Regions from separate parts of the Mus musculus genome. Here region 2 is linked to region 1. Evidence: chromatin contacts called from public Micro-C data. All regions are on one chromosome and are shown on one strand. The core of a region is the stretch at or near the end of the contact, and the rest is flanking DNA. Distances in the headings are between cores, read along the strand shown.

Region 1 (3,525 bases), core at 823-3,322:
AGCCGGCTGACTGACCGAGGAGGCCGACTGACGGCCCAGTATTTAGGTTGATCTCTGCGACCCGAGTTCCAAGAGAAAAGATGCCGCTAGAGCGTATGTGAGTGCAGGACACGAGTGCGGAGTGGCTGGAGCACTGGAAAGACGCCCGGGAGGACAGCGTCTCGCCGGGCGTTACGTTGCATTCCCCACACCGGGAATGCCGGGGGGCTACGACTGTAGCCGGCGCCGCTGTGCCAGGACGCGCCCGGTGGTGCTGCATGGAGCGCCTCCAGCCCTAAATTCCAATGTGCAAGGGATGGGGGGGTACGCTTGGGGACTTCACTGGGGCAAACATACTATCCACATCCTATCTTTAGTCTCTCTGGTCCGAAACAAAACAATTAAGAGAGTTCGAGATTCCTCAAGTCCAAGTGTGAGAGGCATGGGCGGCCTGGCCGGTCCTTTCCCGAAGCAGCTCTGATGTCCGAGGGAGTAAGAAGGCGGCAGGCTGCTCGTTGGGCCCCCTTCAACGCTGGGCAGAAGCATTTGAACAAACCCACCTCAGACTCCTACTAGTCCCTGCTAAGCAACCCTTCCCACCCTACCCTGTCCTGGAGTGTCACCCAAGCCTTCCCTGAAAGCGTGGGGGATGGTAGTCTAGTCCCCCATAGCCCCAAACCCCACTACCCTAGTCCCGCGTGACCGAGGCTGCTCCGCTCCGGGCAGACAGAGGGCGCCGGGGAGGACGAGTGACCCGGGACCCCGGCTGCACCCAGAAAGAGAACGGCAGGCTGAGCTGCTCCCCCTTGGTGGCCCCGAGTTCCGGCAGCCCGCCCCCTGGGGGTCACTCGGCGCCCTGCCAGCCCGGGCTTCTCGGGTCGGAGCGCGCCCTCCTGGCCTTACGGAGCAGCGTTCTCGGCTGGCCGCGCGCCCTCCACGCCCGGGCCTGAGAACGCCGGCGCGGCCTCCGCTCTCCCCACCTGCCGAGTGACTCTGCGGAGCCGAGAGCTCGGCGCTGCCGGGGTTCCCCCCACCCATCCCCAGGACCGTGTCCCCCCCGGCCCCCCTGCCTCCCCTTCCCCAGGGCTCCCGCCGCGTCGCACACGCCGCCGCGTACAAGGACCGAGCGCACAGCGCCCACTACCGCAGCCGCGGCTAGGCGCAGCGCCGATCGCCCGCGCAACTTGCAAGCGGCCGCCTCGCAACTTTTCCCAACTCCATCGCGGCCGGCTGCGGCCACAGCCACCGCGGCTCCCTCGGAGCCCGCCACCCGTCCCAAACCCCAGAAACAAACAGAGCTTCAGAAAGGCGCCCTTCCCCTGCCCGCCCCCCCCCCACCCGCTTCCCCCCTCCTCCCGCTCCGGGAACTAGCTGGTTGGCCAGAGGCGACTCTCCCCCGCCTGGGGGGGGAAGGGAGGGGAGGGGGACACACTCTCCTCTCCCCCCACCCCTTCGCGCTCACTCGCGCGCGCCCTCCTCCCTCCCTCCCAGCTTTTTGCTGCCCCCACCCCCACCCCGGAGTTGCCACAGCTGGTCCTGGTGCGGGGCTCAGGGCTACCGCGCTTCCACTGCGCCCAGAGCAGGAGCCAGGGCGCGGAGGCAGGAATCGGCAGGTTGCTCCGGCTGCCGGCTGCGCTGTGCCTGCCTTCCACCCCAGGCCCCCCGCGCCAAAGCAGCCCGCGCTCTCTCCCCGTGCGCTAGACACAGATACGCAAGATGGCAGAGAAGGGGGGGAAGCCAATAGAAAAGGGATATTGCACCTACTTGTGGCCAGTTTCCTTGCCCTGCCTTTGGATCTCATGCTGTGCCCAGTCCTGCAGCCGCTGCTGGGTGGTTAGGTTTTTTTTTTCTTGGATCTTTTCCTTCTTTTGCTCTCTCTCTCCCCCTCCCTTCTCTCTCTCTCTCTCTCTCTCTCTCTCTCTCTCTCTCTCTCTCTCTCCTCTGTCTCACACACGCACACACACGCACACACTCGGTCTTTCACTCTCTCTCCCTCCCTCTCTCTCTTTCTCTCAATCCACACTCGCTATCTCTAGCATTGTCAGTTTGGACACCTTCGCACATGCGCGTTAGACGCCCCTCCAACATCTCAGCGCCGCCAAAAAAAGTTTGGAGCGATTTATCACTTTGATTTGGAGATCTTGTCAGATGGCAATCGCCGAGGAGGCGGAGAAAGGGAGCTACGGGGAGGGCGGCAGGGGGCGGGGAGCGAGCGCGGGGAGCTGGAGGGGAGCAGACACTTCGCCCAAACGGGAAAAAAAATAAAAAGAAAGAAAGAAAAAGAAAAGAAATGAAAAGTCTTGGACAGAGAATTGATTCGTGGGGCAGAGGACTATGTCTGTGTGGGAGTCAATAAGCCTGCATTATAATTATTATTAATGTTTTCTCCACCATAAATTACATTGTCTGTAGGGGAACCGAGCGGAGGAGGGAAAAAAAACTTTAGGATAAATCTTTCCGTCTACACAAGAACTAGGCTGAGGACTGGACCGTGAACGTGTTATCAGAAGGCGAGAAGCATCTTGAACTTCAGAGCTCTGCCCTTGCTGCCGCTCTCTCCTTCTGAAGTTCCTGGGGCTTCCGCTTTGGATGAATAACCGGTTCTCGATTTTAGCTGTAATACCAACGGTAGCTGCCATCCTAGGAACATTTCAGTAGTCTGTTTCCATCAAGTAGCAACAATCGCCCTTGATGCCCAGGTCCCGCCGGGCTGAACATTTGACATCCAAGACCTCCTGCCTTGCCTAAGGTCGGCCGGCACCTTCCGGCCTCCTGCTGCTACCCAGCCCGCCTGCCATTTCCACTCACTCACTGAAACCTACAACCTCTGGGGTCACCAGAAGGAGGAAGGGGGGAAATTCCATACGCATACCTAGAAAATACAAAACGTACATTGTTGAAATGTGCCTAATTACAGAATTTACTAATGAAGTGTGCAGGCAGAAATGAAGGCGCAAGGGGTTAGGTGTGTTCAAGGTATGAATCACTCCCAACTCAGTATGGATTTTTCTTAGTACAACCTTCTTGCATTAAACAGTTGTGTTCAATACCTTCCACGTGCTATTTATGTCTCCATTAATATCTGCTGCAAATCCTGCCAGACACCATAAAAGAAAATTGCCATCTTTTCCGTGCGGTGCTGCTACCATCCTAAAACTCAAGTCGGAAGAAGCAGGAAAGTCCTGGTCTCTCCTCTGAGAGAGCAAGGACGAGCAGGGTTGTTGGGAACTCAGTTGCACCTGTTGGTATTCATTTAGTTTGAGCTCAGACTGCGGTTGTGAGAGAGCGAATATCTAGGTTCAATTCCCAGGGGCTTCGGTGGCCAAGCTTACAGGACCTACCTCATCTAAGAATACCCACCACCTTTCCCTCCCCAGAGCTGTGTAATTCCAGGAGCATTCAGACATAAGATACAGGTCCCTAGAGAACCAAGCTACAGCTCCCAAGGGAGACAGATGTGTAACCTTGAAATATGAGGGAGAGACAGGGGAAGTAAAGGAGGAAATGGCAGAGAACCGGAGTGAAAACAGCTTCCAGAGGAGAAAA
Region 2 (3,477 bases), core at 175-2,674, 140 kb after region 1:
CCATAATGGAAGCCATGTTCTTACTCTTGTAAAACACTCATGCTACTGGCTTGATTATTCTACTTTCTGTGTACATGTATTTCAGAATACACTCTGCCACCTCACACTTTAAGTAGCCTGGCTTCTTAGATGCCAGCTGCTTCTCTAAATTTCTATATTTTAAAAGCATCCACTGCTGAGTGGCCATCTACACTCTAAGAGTTTACCACTCAAAGCTGCAGACCAAGACCTAAGATCTGCTATATTTAAGCTGAAAGGAAATGAACTTTTCTTATAATTTTTAAAATAGTTATTTTAAGTTTATTTGTGTTTGTATGTGTGTGAGAGAGATACACCAGGACTTAGGATATTTATAATATTTAGGTTCTGCTGAGCTTCGGAAGGGGGGATGGGACCTGAATGCCCCATTCTGAGATGTCTGTGGCACTTAGGGAAGGAACATCAACTAAGTGCAGTATTAGCATCCTGGAAACAGATGCTCCTGTGGTTTCTAAACAAAAGCCAGAGCTGGGCGCCTTTCTACTGGCGCCCTTCCTGCCTCAGGCTACTAACTTCTTGGGGGTGGAACACCAGCACTAATGGTGTCTGCCCTTCTAGGGGTCAAAAGCAAAGGCAGGACTTGAGTCTCTCCACGCTGTTTTCTTCAGAGGCCCCGTGACTGAGAAGGCAGCAGTCACACCCATGGGTGGAGGACAAAAGCATACAGTCTTTCCGCAGCCCCGTCCTCCTCTTCCATCAGGCTCCAGGTCAAACTAGCAGTGTCGGTGTTCCCTCCTTTATCATCTTATTTCCCTTATTAATGTCTCTCTGGGCAGTCTCTCCGGCCCCCACAACACACACTTTAAAACAATAGTCTAAAAGTAGTGGCAGGAACTCTGGTTTCTCACAACTGCCCAACAACTCCTGAATATATCCCCAGTCTTATGTTTAATTCGTTAAATTCATGGATGCACTCAAAGTGCACATGGAATTATATATATGAATGGAAATGTCACAATGAAATCCCTTCTTCTATATGATATTTAAAAAAAAATAAGATAAAGTGATTAAAAGAAACTGTGGGTAGTCTAGAAGTGGGAACTCAGAAAAACTCTGAGGAGCTTCTTGCTTATCTGAGGTATTTTCCCGTAACTTCCACAAATTCAGGGGCGCAGAGCCTCCCCTCCCCGCGGCATACCTCCCCCAGACCCTCCTCAAAAAGCAGGAGGGAGGCCAGAGCAAAGCCACTCTCCTCACGAAGACAGGGGACCAGCGTTGGTCAAGGGCGCCTCCATACCTGGGGCTTCTGCAGGCGGGATCCGCTGCCCTTTCCTTCGCCTAGAGCCCGGTGCCCCTTACCCAGCTCGCTTTGCGGACCTCGACCTCTAAAGAGGAAGGCCGCCGTGGCTGAGCTTTTTCAACAGTCTGCCCCTGCTCAGTCCTCACAGGGCTCGGCCCACTACGAGTCCAGTAACCAGAGTCGCTCCCATGGCAACCACAGAAGCTTCCTTTTGGAGAAAGAGGGAAGAGGCGGGGCCACCGTTAAGAGGGCGGGGTACTCTATAACCTCGAGGCCTGAAGTGGGAGGCAGTGATCATCACTTTAAGCCTATCCGCTCTAGGTTACACATTCTGATGGTGGAGCTTCGAGGGTTTAGGAGCCTCATCTGCTGGGCTAGGGACTAGGACTACAAACCCTGGTGACCCAGCCTGTCTCACCTTTTCCGAAGGGCTAAGCTCGGAATCTAATGGTAGAACCTCCAAGTGTGTAGTAGTTTAAAGGATTTTTTTTTTGAAGGGGTAGAGCCCCCTGGAAGAGTTTCCTTGAGAAGGCGACTTCCAGACTAATCTGAGATGGCCTATCCCAGTGCCAAGCTGCAGATGCACAGGTACAGTCAGTACTCAAGAGTATGGAGGCAGGCAAGGTCGTATCCATGTGGAGTCTTCGCATCTTCTTTGTAGTAAGGCTGTGAAGGAATGGGGCAGGATGTTCGGGACCCTTGGATGCTCGGTTGTAGACCCACCGATGATGAATCTAGTCTGGAAGTGGGGTCTGAAATAGTCACAGAAATCTAGGAGAGGTGATAAGTTAAAAGTGAATAACTAAATATGTAAGTCCTTGCCACATAGGCAATTTCCATCCCTCTGCCTCTACTACCAGGAAAGCCCGGGCAAGGCCGAAGTTCTGGGTGGGTACAGGAATTGAGTTTCAAGGTCCTTTCTCCACAGGTAGCATGCTAAAGTGCAGAAATATGTGCATTTACCCCTTGAGTTTCCAGGAAAGTCCCTAAGTTAGCCTCTGCCCCTTTCTGTCTCAGATTCTTTTGAATTAAGAAGGTAGAAGAAAGGAAAGGTTGGAGATGCTGTACCAGTGGGGTGGGAGGGGGAAAGGGGAGGGGGAAGGGGCAGGGGAGGGGTGGAGTGGGGTGTGCTCTGCCTCTGGAGCAAGCAGTACAGCAACTGACTGAGACCAGGATTCTTCTTAGTCCTACCTGCACCATCCCCAAAGGGCTCTTATCGATCAAATATCTAATGGAACCCTGGCTGGTGGGAAAACTCACCCTGCACTTGCGAGTACTCCAGACTAGAGGAGTTGCCCCTCTTGACAACCACGGAACTATTAAAAATTGTTCTCTTTGGTTGGGTTCTCCTGTCCCAGGCATGGTTGGTTTGTTCAGTTAGCTTTTTGTTTGCCTATGGAAGGCTGGCTTCTCTGCCTACCCAGCCTCACCAGACATGACCTTCCACCGGTCTTTTATATACATAGAGAAAAGTGGTTGCTGATCATTAATTTTCATCTCTGATAACTTTATATATAATATATATTATGTATGATATAATTTTTCTCAATGTCTTCTGGGGGTGATGGCAAGAGCTATGACCTTTTGGAACCTTCTAGAACTCATCTGAAACTAAATCAAAATAAGCATCTTAAAAAGTTATTTGTTTTTGTTTTTCTATTGTTTATAAGACGGGGGTCTCACTGTGTATCTCAGGCTGTCCTGGAACTCACTGTGTAGACCAGGTTGGTCTCGAACTCACAAAGACCTACTTGTCTTTGCCTCTCCAGTGTTGGGAACAAGGTGTACAACACTATGTATGCTCATCTGTGAAAAAACAATTATGCAATTTTGGGGGTGAGCTGGCTGGGAGTCCAGGAGCTCCCGAGGACAGGTGAAGGCATGGGATCCTCCTGGAGCCAGAGTTACAGGCAGTTGTGAGCCTCCAGATTTGGGTGTTGGGGTCCCCAACTGGGTTCCTATGCAAGAGCAATAAGTGCTTTTAAAGTATTTTTAAAGGCATTTTTAAGCCTCTAATCAAGCAAGTTTTTGAAGCTGAAATGAGGCCATCTGTGTGTTAACACATGTGCACAAACTTCCTAGAAAGAGTTGCTTACCCTTTAACTCTCAGCCTGACATGATTTTTTTTAGAAAAAAAAAAATCTAAATTTTATGTTGCAGAATAATTTCAGTCATTTAACCTTTGCGCTCCCCTCCCC

What was found. A called contact is a pair of places that touch in the nucleus more often than the background predicts.
Region 2: a Micro-C map of embryonic stem cells shows a contact between it and region 1, with 2.7 times the contacts expected there. The contact joins the promoter of Lrrc34 here to the promoter of Mecom in region 1. A contact is called at or near these places in 1 of 39 promoter capture datasets (embryonic stem cells), 3 of 484 Hi-C or Micro-C datasets (all in embryonic stem cells), 1 of 115 datasets of contacts at active chromatin or transcription factors (embryonic stem cells) and 3 of 9 other capture datasets (adipose tissue, liver and pancreatic islet).

Annotation. Positions count from the first base shown.
Region 1 is chr3:30,507,687-30,511,211 of GRCm38.p6, forward strand. It overlaps Mecom (MDS1 and EVI1 complex locus), which reads right to left and starts at 2,073. Exons shown (of 16, transcript NM_001370769.2): 1 at 1,744-2,073. The coding sequence starts at 1,780.
Region 2 is chr3:30,646,394-30,649,870 of GRCm38.p6, forward strand. Lrrc34 (leucine rich repeat containing 34) reads right to left here and starts at 1,425. Exons shown (of 11, transcript NM_027941.1): 1 at 1,277-1,425. It overlaps Lrriq4 (leucine-rich repeats and IQ motif containing 4), which reads left to right and starts at 1,576. Exons shown (of 6, transcript NM_001290510.2): 1 at 1,576-1,867. The coding sequence starts at 1,833.